2 separate regions of the Gasterosteus aculeatus genome follow, and region 1 is linked to region 2. Evidence: chromatin contacts called from public Hi-C data. All regions are on one chromosome and are shown on one strand. Each heading gives the region's core, a stretch centred on a gene start, on an enhancer-like site or on the middle of the called end of the contact. The rest is flanking DNA. Distances are from core to core; before and after follow the strand shown. Region 1 holds the start of comtd1a (catechol-O-methyltransferase domain containing 1a). Region 2 overlaps kcnma1a (potassium large conductance calcium-activated channel, subfamily M, alpha member 1a).

The links. Hi-C and Micro-C count contacts between places; a contact is called where the count stands out from the background.
Region 1: a contact with region 2 is called in a Hi-C map of skeletal muscle, with 4 times the contacts expected there. The contact joins the promoter of comtd1a here to the enhancer-like site in region 2. A contact is called at or near these places in 2 of 6 Hi-C or Micro-C datasets (both in skeletal muscle).

What each region holds. Positions count from the first base shown.
Region 1 is chr6:13,197,488-13,202,466 of fGasAcu3.hap1.1, forward strand. comtd1a (catechol-O-methyltransferase domain containing 1a) reads left to right here and starts at 3,604. Exons shown (of 7, transcript XM_040178686.2): 1 at 3,604-3,746; 2 at 3,839-3,957; 3 at 4,349-4,454. The coding sequence starts at 3,701.
Region 2 is chr6:12,931,185-12,935,718 of fGasAcu3.hap1.1, forward strand. The region is part of intron 18 of kcnma1a (potassium large conductance calcium-activated channel, subfamily M, alpha member 1a); the gene reads left to right. Among protein-coding and RNA genes, the nearest start is that of kcnma1a, 83 kb to the left of the region's middle. Within about 2 kb of position 2,722, at least 1 of the 9 cell types and tissues checked has open chromatin away from gene starts, as enhancers often do.

The DNA.
Region 1 (4,979 bases), core at 2,354-4,853, 270 kb after region 2:
GTGATGTGGGAGCAGCTCTGCTGTGTACACAACGCTGTGGCTGGCAGACCTGCTGGCTTAAGAACCGGTGGCTCACCCGGTAATTGTTTCTGGGGATACGACGTTTGTCTCTTCTTGTGGCTTTGCTCGCGGTGTCAACACCTTTCATATAGCCACGATTTCTTCAGTGTGGCTCACGTGCCCTGAAGCAGCCTGTTTGATCTTTTGGAGGACTGTCAACGTATTGTGTGACTCCATGGCAATTGAATTATGTATTTATTTACACGCCAGGTTAATAGAAAAGATGCCTGGGTGATTTGAAAGTCAAACAACCACACCTGCCATTTATTTCCGTTTTTTTTTTCTCCCTGAAGCAGATCCTCTGTTTTGTTCGGTGCGGCTCGGATACACAAAGAGAGGATGATAATGAATTGAATGACTTATCCTCAACGTTCATGCTTCAAAGTACTTTCTAGTTTAATACCGCAGCGATAAATCCAGATTTCCGTGATTGAAAAGCAGTTCGCCGGGAATATTGTGCTACATCCTCATCTATATTCTGCAACCCTCCAAGTGGCCTACATAAACTGATGCTCTTTGTGTGCATGTTTGTGCATGTGAAACACTCGTTTAGGGTCTTGCACAGCAGCACAGTGGCCCAGTTTGAGCAAAATCAGTGTCAATGCATCTCAAATGGGGCGCGCCGGTGCCTGTGCACGTTGCGCGAGCCTCCTCCGGAAAGCTTTTAAACAGGCCTGTCATGTCGGGAGACGCTGCTGTCAAATAGAGGACACGTCTGAGGATGTCAATTGAATGCCGAGAAACGTCTGTCAGTCGTTTTGACGTCGGTCTCTCTGTTGTGATTAGCGTCACTTAATATTCACGCGCGCTTATCTGCCCGCTGAGACGGTGCCAAACTGACTGCTGTTATTGGAGTGCATCACAAGCAGCCTCCCCGTCGCAAACAAACAGAGGATGTAACAGCCATGTGACGTTACAAGCGCGTCAACGTGTGTCGCTCTCTGTAGTCTGTGATGGTGTCACGGGTCAATTCAACACGAGGAAAGTGATATGACTCCTCAGACAGCGGTGGGAAGGCCCGCCTCTCTTTTGTGCCACCAGCCTCGGAACGTGGAAAGTGCCGTGGGTTAAACAACACTGCCACTTGCTGGTCACCTTTAGGTACTGAACCACAAAGGACACTGGAAAGCAGTTTGAACAGTTTTCATATTTATTTTTGTGGGGGGGGTAGGAGTTAGGAGCAGGAGTTTTGTTCCCTCTAGGTAATGCTTGAAAACAAAATACACGCCAGACAGACCTGGTTTTAAATCAACCACATATATATTTCTTCTCTGCAGTTTTTTTTTTTTAAAGAAGTACAGTGTATTTCCTCTCCGGCGCTAAATGCATCAAAACAGGAACCTCTTGAATTATTTCTTTTCATATTAGCAGTTGTATGTGTCAGTTTTGTTTTCTTGTTTCTCTACCACATACTTTTTTTTTCTTCCTTCCACCTCCGAGAGAGTGTGTGTGTGTGTGTGTGTGTGTGTGTGTGTGTGTGTGTGTGTGTGTGTGTGTGTGTGTGTGTGAATGTGTATCATTGTGGCACTCTGACAGTCACGGCCAGGGGGGGAGTGAGGGGGGGAGTGAGGGGGGGAGTGAGGGGGGGCAGGGGTGCGCTCGTTGCAGATGGCAGCACACATTTTTTCATTCCTTAAACAGACACAAAAAGCAGCTGAGGGACCAGGGCCTGTCTGTAGAATGTGCTGGGGAAGAGTAGGTACTTGGCACAAGTAGCAGAAACAATTAGCGTCACATGAGCAGAGGCCTGAAGCAGCTGGGGAGAGAGAGAGAGAGAGAGAGAGAGAGGGGGGGTCGGAAAACAGAAGTGTGTGGCGACGCTGAGAACCCCCCCCCCTTTTTATTTTCTTCGTCACGACTTAAACACTATCTTTTAAAGACAGTTCGTGTCTCCGCTCATTTAATTGACGGGTGCTTTGTTGCCGGCGTTGTTTTTGTTTGTATTGGTGCATTCTTAATTGGGGGAAAGACAGAGGAAGCTCTGGGTCCTTGGAGAGCCCTCACGTCCCACTCACGTCCCCAAAATCCCTTTTTGAAGAACCCTGGCTACCGTCTTCCCCTGTTCCCGTTTTGAAGTTGTGAGGAGACGTGATCTGAAGTGTGGCTCGTGGAAACACTCCACCACTGCTCTACGAAACACTGTGCTCATTAAACCTACTTTACAGATGAGCACAAAGAAAGTGTTTGTCTCTCTTTTGGAAAATCAAAGTTGATACATACTTCCTTGTAAAGCATTAAAAAAAAAATCCAATTCTTAAGAAGAAGGGTTTTTAAAATTGTGTAACACTGATAGTTGCGTTTCTAAGCTGTTGAAATGATTGTATGATGTTGCATGAAAGTATAGCTGCTGCACTCACTTCGCTGGCACTGACAGGCTAAAGTGTCCATGTTGACCTCTCGCTCTGCAGCTGTGTGTCCAGTTTCTATATATATCAAACGTAAGCAGTGTCTATGAGAGCATAGCTAGCACCATAAATGGACGGTGCTGCAGAGAATACACTAATAAGTGCACTAATTAATGGATGTCAGTCACAGAGCAGCATCTGTCTGCTAGCCAACACCAGCCACGTAATGCTACCAGTCAGTCTCACTTTAAAGCCTCTTCTTGCCTCTGGGACCTAATGTACTTTTACAGGTGACACCGGAAATAATGAAAGCACTAACAAATGGGAAGTTAGTACAAAAAAGTAAACTAAAATTTAATTTCACCACTTTTTACACTATTACTAAGCTTTTTTTAAAATAAATAACAACTTCATCTTTGCTTCTTGAACACTCACAAACAACTGTGATGTTTGGGGCCACAGGGATCATATGACTTTTGAAACAGATTGTAATCTTTTTTTCTTGCTATGCTTTGCTGTTGAATGCCACAACCTTTCAGAATAAAGCAAGAACATTTGATTACAAAGAAATCAAGTGGGCAAAGATACTGTAAAAGAACTATTGATTGAACTAGAAAATAAAGGAATAAACCCTTTTCCACCACTAAGAGGCAGTATTGTATACAACTTTTAACTGAGATAGCCTCAGCAATTGGACTGTAAAGAGTCAAATATACATTTGGGATAGTTCTGTTTACTAAAGGTTCATTCAAGAGTGGCTGGACTCTCTTGGATACTCTAATACTTTTACTCACATCAGAATTTGCACAGAGGATGTCATCTTGTGAAATACAAAGTTTTCCAATTTTACAAATGACTTGCAGTGATTCACAGTGTTGAGTAAGAGTGTTCATTCAGGCAGAACTTGAACAACTAGTGCTTGTTTGAACTAAACGTTATCTGACGGATCTATTTCGAGTGTCCAAGCTTCAGGATGTCAAAAAGAGCAAACTCATTAAAATAAAAATAGGCCTTTTTCTTGGTACTTAGTTTGCAGTGATTTAATATTGTATTTTCTTTAAAAGTAATATGTTAAGACTAACATCTTGATACAAACATATGCTGCTTTTTACCGAAACCTTCTTAATTGCGCAATATACCTAAACAAAATCGATAAGTTGAGACTCCCACTAAAAAGGTTAAGCAAAACAAACAGATAGGACAGTACAAATAGGACTGGCTGAGAGATTCAGTGGATTTACCCTGAAGCTGCTCAACCTTTCTTTAACAAAACCCAGACAAAAAAAAGATTGAAAATGGCTAAAGGGATCAACATGATTTGTTTTGCTGTAGTACTAACAGGTAGGATATGAGGTTTTTTGTGTGTCATGTTGACAGAGATCCATTGCATTGGTAACCCAGTGGCTGATGGCGTTCTCTTTCTGGTCGTTCAGGCGTGGGAGCGTCTGCCTTTTCAGGGAAGAGCCACAGCGGAGGGAAGAACAACACTGTGCTGCAGTACGTTGTTAACAACTCACTGAGGGAGCATCCTGTTCTCACCAAACTCAGACTGGTAAGAGAACCAACATGAACCAGTGTCTCATCCTTTTTTTATTGTAATTCTTGTTTTTTGTGTGAATATTCGTCATCAGGATAGTCAATATCTTTAAATGTTAACCTTTCAGAGAGGCGCCTGCTAACAATTATCAACATGCTGACGAGGCACCAGCTGGTTGATTGTGGCTTTGAAGCTGTTGCTAAACTTTGGATTCAACTTTAGAACTGGGGGATTTTTTTGACACTTATTTTTTCCCATTTTCAGTTCTATTTTATGTCCCATCTGAATTCTATTATTTTCTACCAAACAATACATTTAAAATTATCTCGCAGCTGATTGCAGTGATCTATTCCATTCATTATATAAGAGAATATAATGTGGGAATTTTTTATCTTTATCTTTTCAGAGAACTCTTGAAGACCGATGGAACATAATGATGGTTGCCAGTGAACAAGCCCAGTTCATGGCAAATCTCATCAGACTGATAAATGCCACCAAAGCTATTGAAATTGGTAAGATTATGTGAGATCAAAAAGAAGACTAAGCAAAAAGTGTCATGATACTGTGAACTTACACCGCAGCAGAATACTGCATTGAATTTTCAAAATAAAATGACGTTTGCATCATAAAAACATGTTTTCCCACTGAAAACCATCAAACCAATTATAACTGCCAGGACGGATGTGGTTGATTCAAGTCTGGCTCATTTTATTTTTAAGTTTGATTTTTTCATATTAAATTTCAGAATCTTAACCAATAACATGTTATGTCAAAAAATGACCGATTGAATTTAAGCAAGGTTAATCAATAATTGACATTCCCATCAATAATAATTAGTCTCACCTGTCTAAAGCAGACACCTTCAAAAGATTTTGAAAGTACACAAAATGAATGGGAATTTTACATTTTTAAACCATATTAACATTGTTTTTCCCTGATTTTAATTTAGCGCTGTGCATATTTCAGCAGTACGGTTTTAAGAAATTCGAAGTTCGGTTGCATGTCTTTCCTTTGCTTCCATATAAGAAAAGTGATTA
Region 2 (4,534 bases), core at 1,472-3,971:
GTGTAACCTCAGATCTAGCGTTTTATTTTTTTTAATACACACAATTAGTCTGTCATTACATCCCATTACAGGTTGAGTGCTCCTTTCTAAAAGCACGGCTCAATCTCACATTAGACAGCTCATTTCATTCACCTGTCTGCCTAGTTTGTGCCAGCATCATCCCGGCCATTAAGGTTTTTCCATATTTTTTGATTAATTGTACCTTTTTCGTTTTTGGTCTGACTGCTAGCAGTTCATCGTATTTGCATTTAATTTCATTTCCACACACGCGCTCTTATGTTGGTGTCTCTATTTCCTAATGTGCCTGTTTCATTACATCCTCTCTCCCCCTGTGTGACCTGCCACTTGTCTTTGCATTCTCCTCAGCCAAATATAAGTATAATGGATATGTCAGATCACGTAAGTGTGTTTCTCTGTCCTTCTCCATTGTGCTCCTGCAGTGTTTAGACTGTAAACCCCTCACAATGTCATGTAACACAATAAGTACTAATGCTATGCTTTAGTATATGCTTTGATGTCCCATATTCCTTAAGACTATAGTGATGTTGTCTTATGTCTTATACCGAGACAAAGTACACTCACAGTATTGAATTTAATGTTTAACTCAGACACTGTTTATTCTTTTAAGTTTAAGTTTAATAACTCAACCTATGTTGCTGGGAGACTTCTTCCCGGTACTGGTAGTAACTGAACATCTATTTTATTTCTGTTTGATAATACCTTGTAGTTTCATAAAATATTGTTTTTGTATTGTGCTGCATGTAGCAGCAGATGGCGCTACAACACCAGGGAACAGTGGAAGTCAGAAAGAGGCTGGCGTTCGGTTCAAAGCTGATTGCAATTTAGGTAAATCTTAAATAATTGTTAATTGCATTACTTTCTTTACTGGTTAAGAAAATTTCAAATTGTCACCTCCTAATGTTTTGTATGTACATTTTTATTCAATGTATTTGTTAGGTACACTGATATTTAAGACATTTTTTGTTCCCTCTTTGAAATAGTGACTGTCTCGAAGCAGAACTAAATGGATCTGGAGCTGTCCTGATTTGAATAACATTTAGTTATATGTTAAAAAAAAGCAATAAAAAAGAAAATAAAAAAGCTGAATTGAATAGAAGGCCTTTTCACGCAGTCGCGATGCAGATGAAGAACAAAGCTCGCTCATGCGGCAAACACTATAAAGGCGAAGCCGGCTTGGCTCACATATGAAAGTAAACATTTGTATTTGTTATTCCTCTGCCTCACCATCCAGTTTACGTTGGGTCACGACAACCTGATAAGGCTCGCATGCAGGACAGTGCCGTCATGTGATTAGCATTTCAGGAAGGGACAGTTGCCGTCTGCGTTGTTCAGGATGCACAGTGGACCTGCCAGGGCGGGTGAGCGCTCTCTAACGCTGCACGTGTTTGACAAGGGCCAGATGAATCCAGGAGCTATCGGTGGCGCCCCGTAAATCAAGGAGGCAGCTGACGGCTGGGATAAACGTCTGTTTATCGCCCGGGGGCCACCCAAGCATGCTCTCGCCTCCAAACAACCGACCCACCACTCTTCCACCAAAAGGGAGACGAACAAGGGCTCCTCTTCATTCAACTTTACAAGCGCTTCAAGACATGCAAACATACGAGTTGACTCTGCAGCCCCACTCAGATTTTGTGCGTGTTTGGTTGAGCGTGATTTGTTCTCGTATTAAATATAGCAGGTTGTCACATGGACATACTGTTAAAGGTAAAATCACCATGCTTAAGAATATAGGGCTACATTTTTAATACACAATACAAAATGAGTCCTTCGTAAATGTTCTATGATACGTTTTTGAATTATGAATTTTCTAAATTATTAGTTCTGGTCTTATGTTTGTTGAAAGTGCTCAACATGCTTGAAAAAGACACAATATCGGATTGAATTTGACTGGCTTTAGCTGTGTCTCTATTTAGTTCTACCAGAAAGTATAACATAGTAGTAAAACAGAGACTTCTTACTAATTCATGTTCGTCTCAAATGCAAAGTGAATGTCACTGTGAACATTTTAGTCAGAGCATGTGCCAAGTAGATAAGAAAGGATGAGGTTTTAACAATGATTCCATTTTTCATCGCAAAAGTTTTTTTTTTCAGAACTGAACTTTTCACAGAAATTTCACTGAAGATTTTTCACAGAAACAAATGTTTGTTTTCATACATTATTTGAATTAATTATTACTCTTTTTCATATTTATTTGAACTTGATGAGTCTCTTTCCTATTTACCAATTAACCAATTAACATCCTCCAGTAAAAAAATGGATTTCGTTTTAAATTTTTCCTGAAATCTGATAAAACAATAATATAATTCTAAACCAATAGTCACAAATTAAATAACACAATTTTCTAGAATTTAATCACCAACTAATTCACCAGTATTAATACACTTCTCACGCTTTTATTCTCCATTGTTTGACAGTAATGGCTGAAGTTAGACCGTCTTTTCAAAACCGATCAGTTAAAACCACCGGCTGCAACTCCTCCTCCTCCACCACCACAAATGCATTCCTCCTTCCCGACAACTTGCCCCCCGACCAGGACCCCCTGTTCAACCCGGGCAAGCTCAACATCCCCCTTGTTAATAACCGTAAAGGAAGTCTTCCCCCCACGGGGCCGGCGTCTGGGTCTCACCCCTCACAACTGCGCCTCAGTATCTCAGGTCCAGGAGACGTGGTCACCAGATCCAAGGCAGAGGGTCGGCTGAACCGGGCCCGCAGCCTGCCGGTGAAATACCGCTACCACCCCAGTAATGCCACGCTGCTCAGTCACAGTAGGCACTGTAGGTTGCCCCCCCCCACCCCATTCCCTCAGCGGGATGCATCAGTCAGTAACCCTTGCCTGTGCCGCTGCTTTTTTTCCTGGCTTTGTTTGCTGCATGGCGGTTCACTCGGCTGGAGCTACTGCTTTGCACAAATTGGGGGGTATTGCAAAGTGAGGAGTGCTAGAAAAACAGTTGAGTTTAGAATTGTCATAAAAGAGCTACTTATGTGTATCCGTAATATAAATGTAGTTTTAGTGGCGAGCTCTGAGGAAATCAAACTCGAATAGAAAATGTTTCTTAAATGTAAAAGCGTAGCTCGAAAACGTTTCATTTTTATGAACTTTTACTGTTAACAAATTAAGTTCAAACCAGGATTATGGCGAGGAATGCATATATTTGATTTGGTATTTTAAAAGCGCATTAAAGAGAAAATTGTGTAGTCGTTGTGAAATTAGCTATTCTAAAAGCCCAATTGCGTAAGGGAAATGTCAGACAGTGACATTTTATTAGAAGGCAAGGTCATATTTCTTATCTTTTATTAGCAGAATTAAGTGACAGCATCGGACGGGAGCTCAGACAATAATGAATTTCCGCATGCTTAGAATAGTCCCGGCTTTTCAGCGGGCACATTGATTTGCACTAATATCATGCTGTGTTATTGATTTCTCACCAAAGGAGTAACACGGGTTTGAAGTGACGGGGCACTTGGCATTTGCGTCGGGGAGAGTGCAGAGTGGATAAGAGTATCTGGGTGCCTGTCTGAAGGCTCTTGAAACTCACAGACAGAAAGTGAAGATCAGACCACTGTTAGCTTGCCTGAAATCTTCAGACGGCCGGGCCTGGCCTCAATCTGGCTGCTCTTTCTCGTCCTCTCTGTCTGACTGGGACTCAAGCGAAGTTTTTAAAATTGTTACCCCCCCCCCCTACACCCGCATTCCTCAACCCATCCAAGTATAGTTGACAGGAAGCTGAACTTGAATCTGATCAAAAGAAATCTGAAGAAAAAGTGTGGCTATGAATCAGTGTCCTGCGACGGCTCAAAACCAAAGCATCACAAATAAAAAATGGACTATTAATCTTACATAAATAATACATTTTTAATTGAAACTTTTATGACTAGTCCTGACCTCCTTCTGGAGGATGATGTTTATTTATTAGCTCCTTTTTGATCCACACAGTGCGATCATTTATGCCGCGTTGGCGCCCTGTCCTCAGTGATGTGTGTTGACAGCTAAGTGTTCTTTTGGCATGGAGTTAGACCGCAAATGCAATTTTGTGCGCTTTAGTTGGAACTGGAATGATGGGGTGAGGTTCCGATTGTTTTGTTTAAAAAAAACACAAAAAAAACCCATTACCCACTCACAAGCTCCATCTCCATAACCTTAATTGATCTCATTGTCATTGCTTTTGCCCGTGCCCCACGGCCAACGGCGGTCCCATCACATGGCAATTCATTGCGTAGGTAAGCATGGTCACCCTGATGCAGACAGCTGGAGGTCCAACCATCTGCACACTTTAGCAGGTGTACTGAACAGATGCACTAGTGTATTACCAAAGACCCCGTAAAAAAGTGCACCCCGTAAAGACGAGTCAATGTGGGAGTTTTGGGATGTGAGCCTTCTGTAACCTTTTTGTTTTTTTGTGGTGTTTTGTTCAAACTGTCTCCTATTTACGATTCACCGTCACTAATACTTCCTATATAATATTCTCAATTTCACACTGAATGATTAATTTTCCTTTTTTTTCCGTTCAGTTT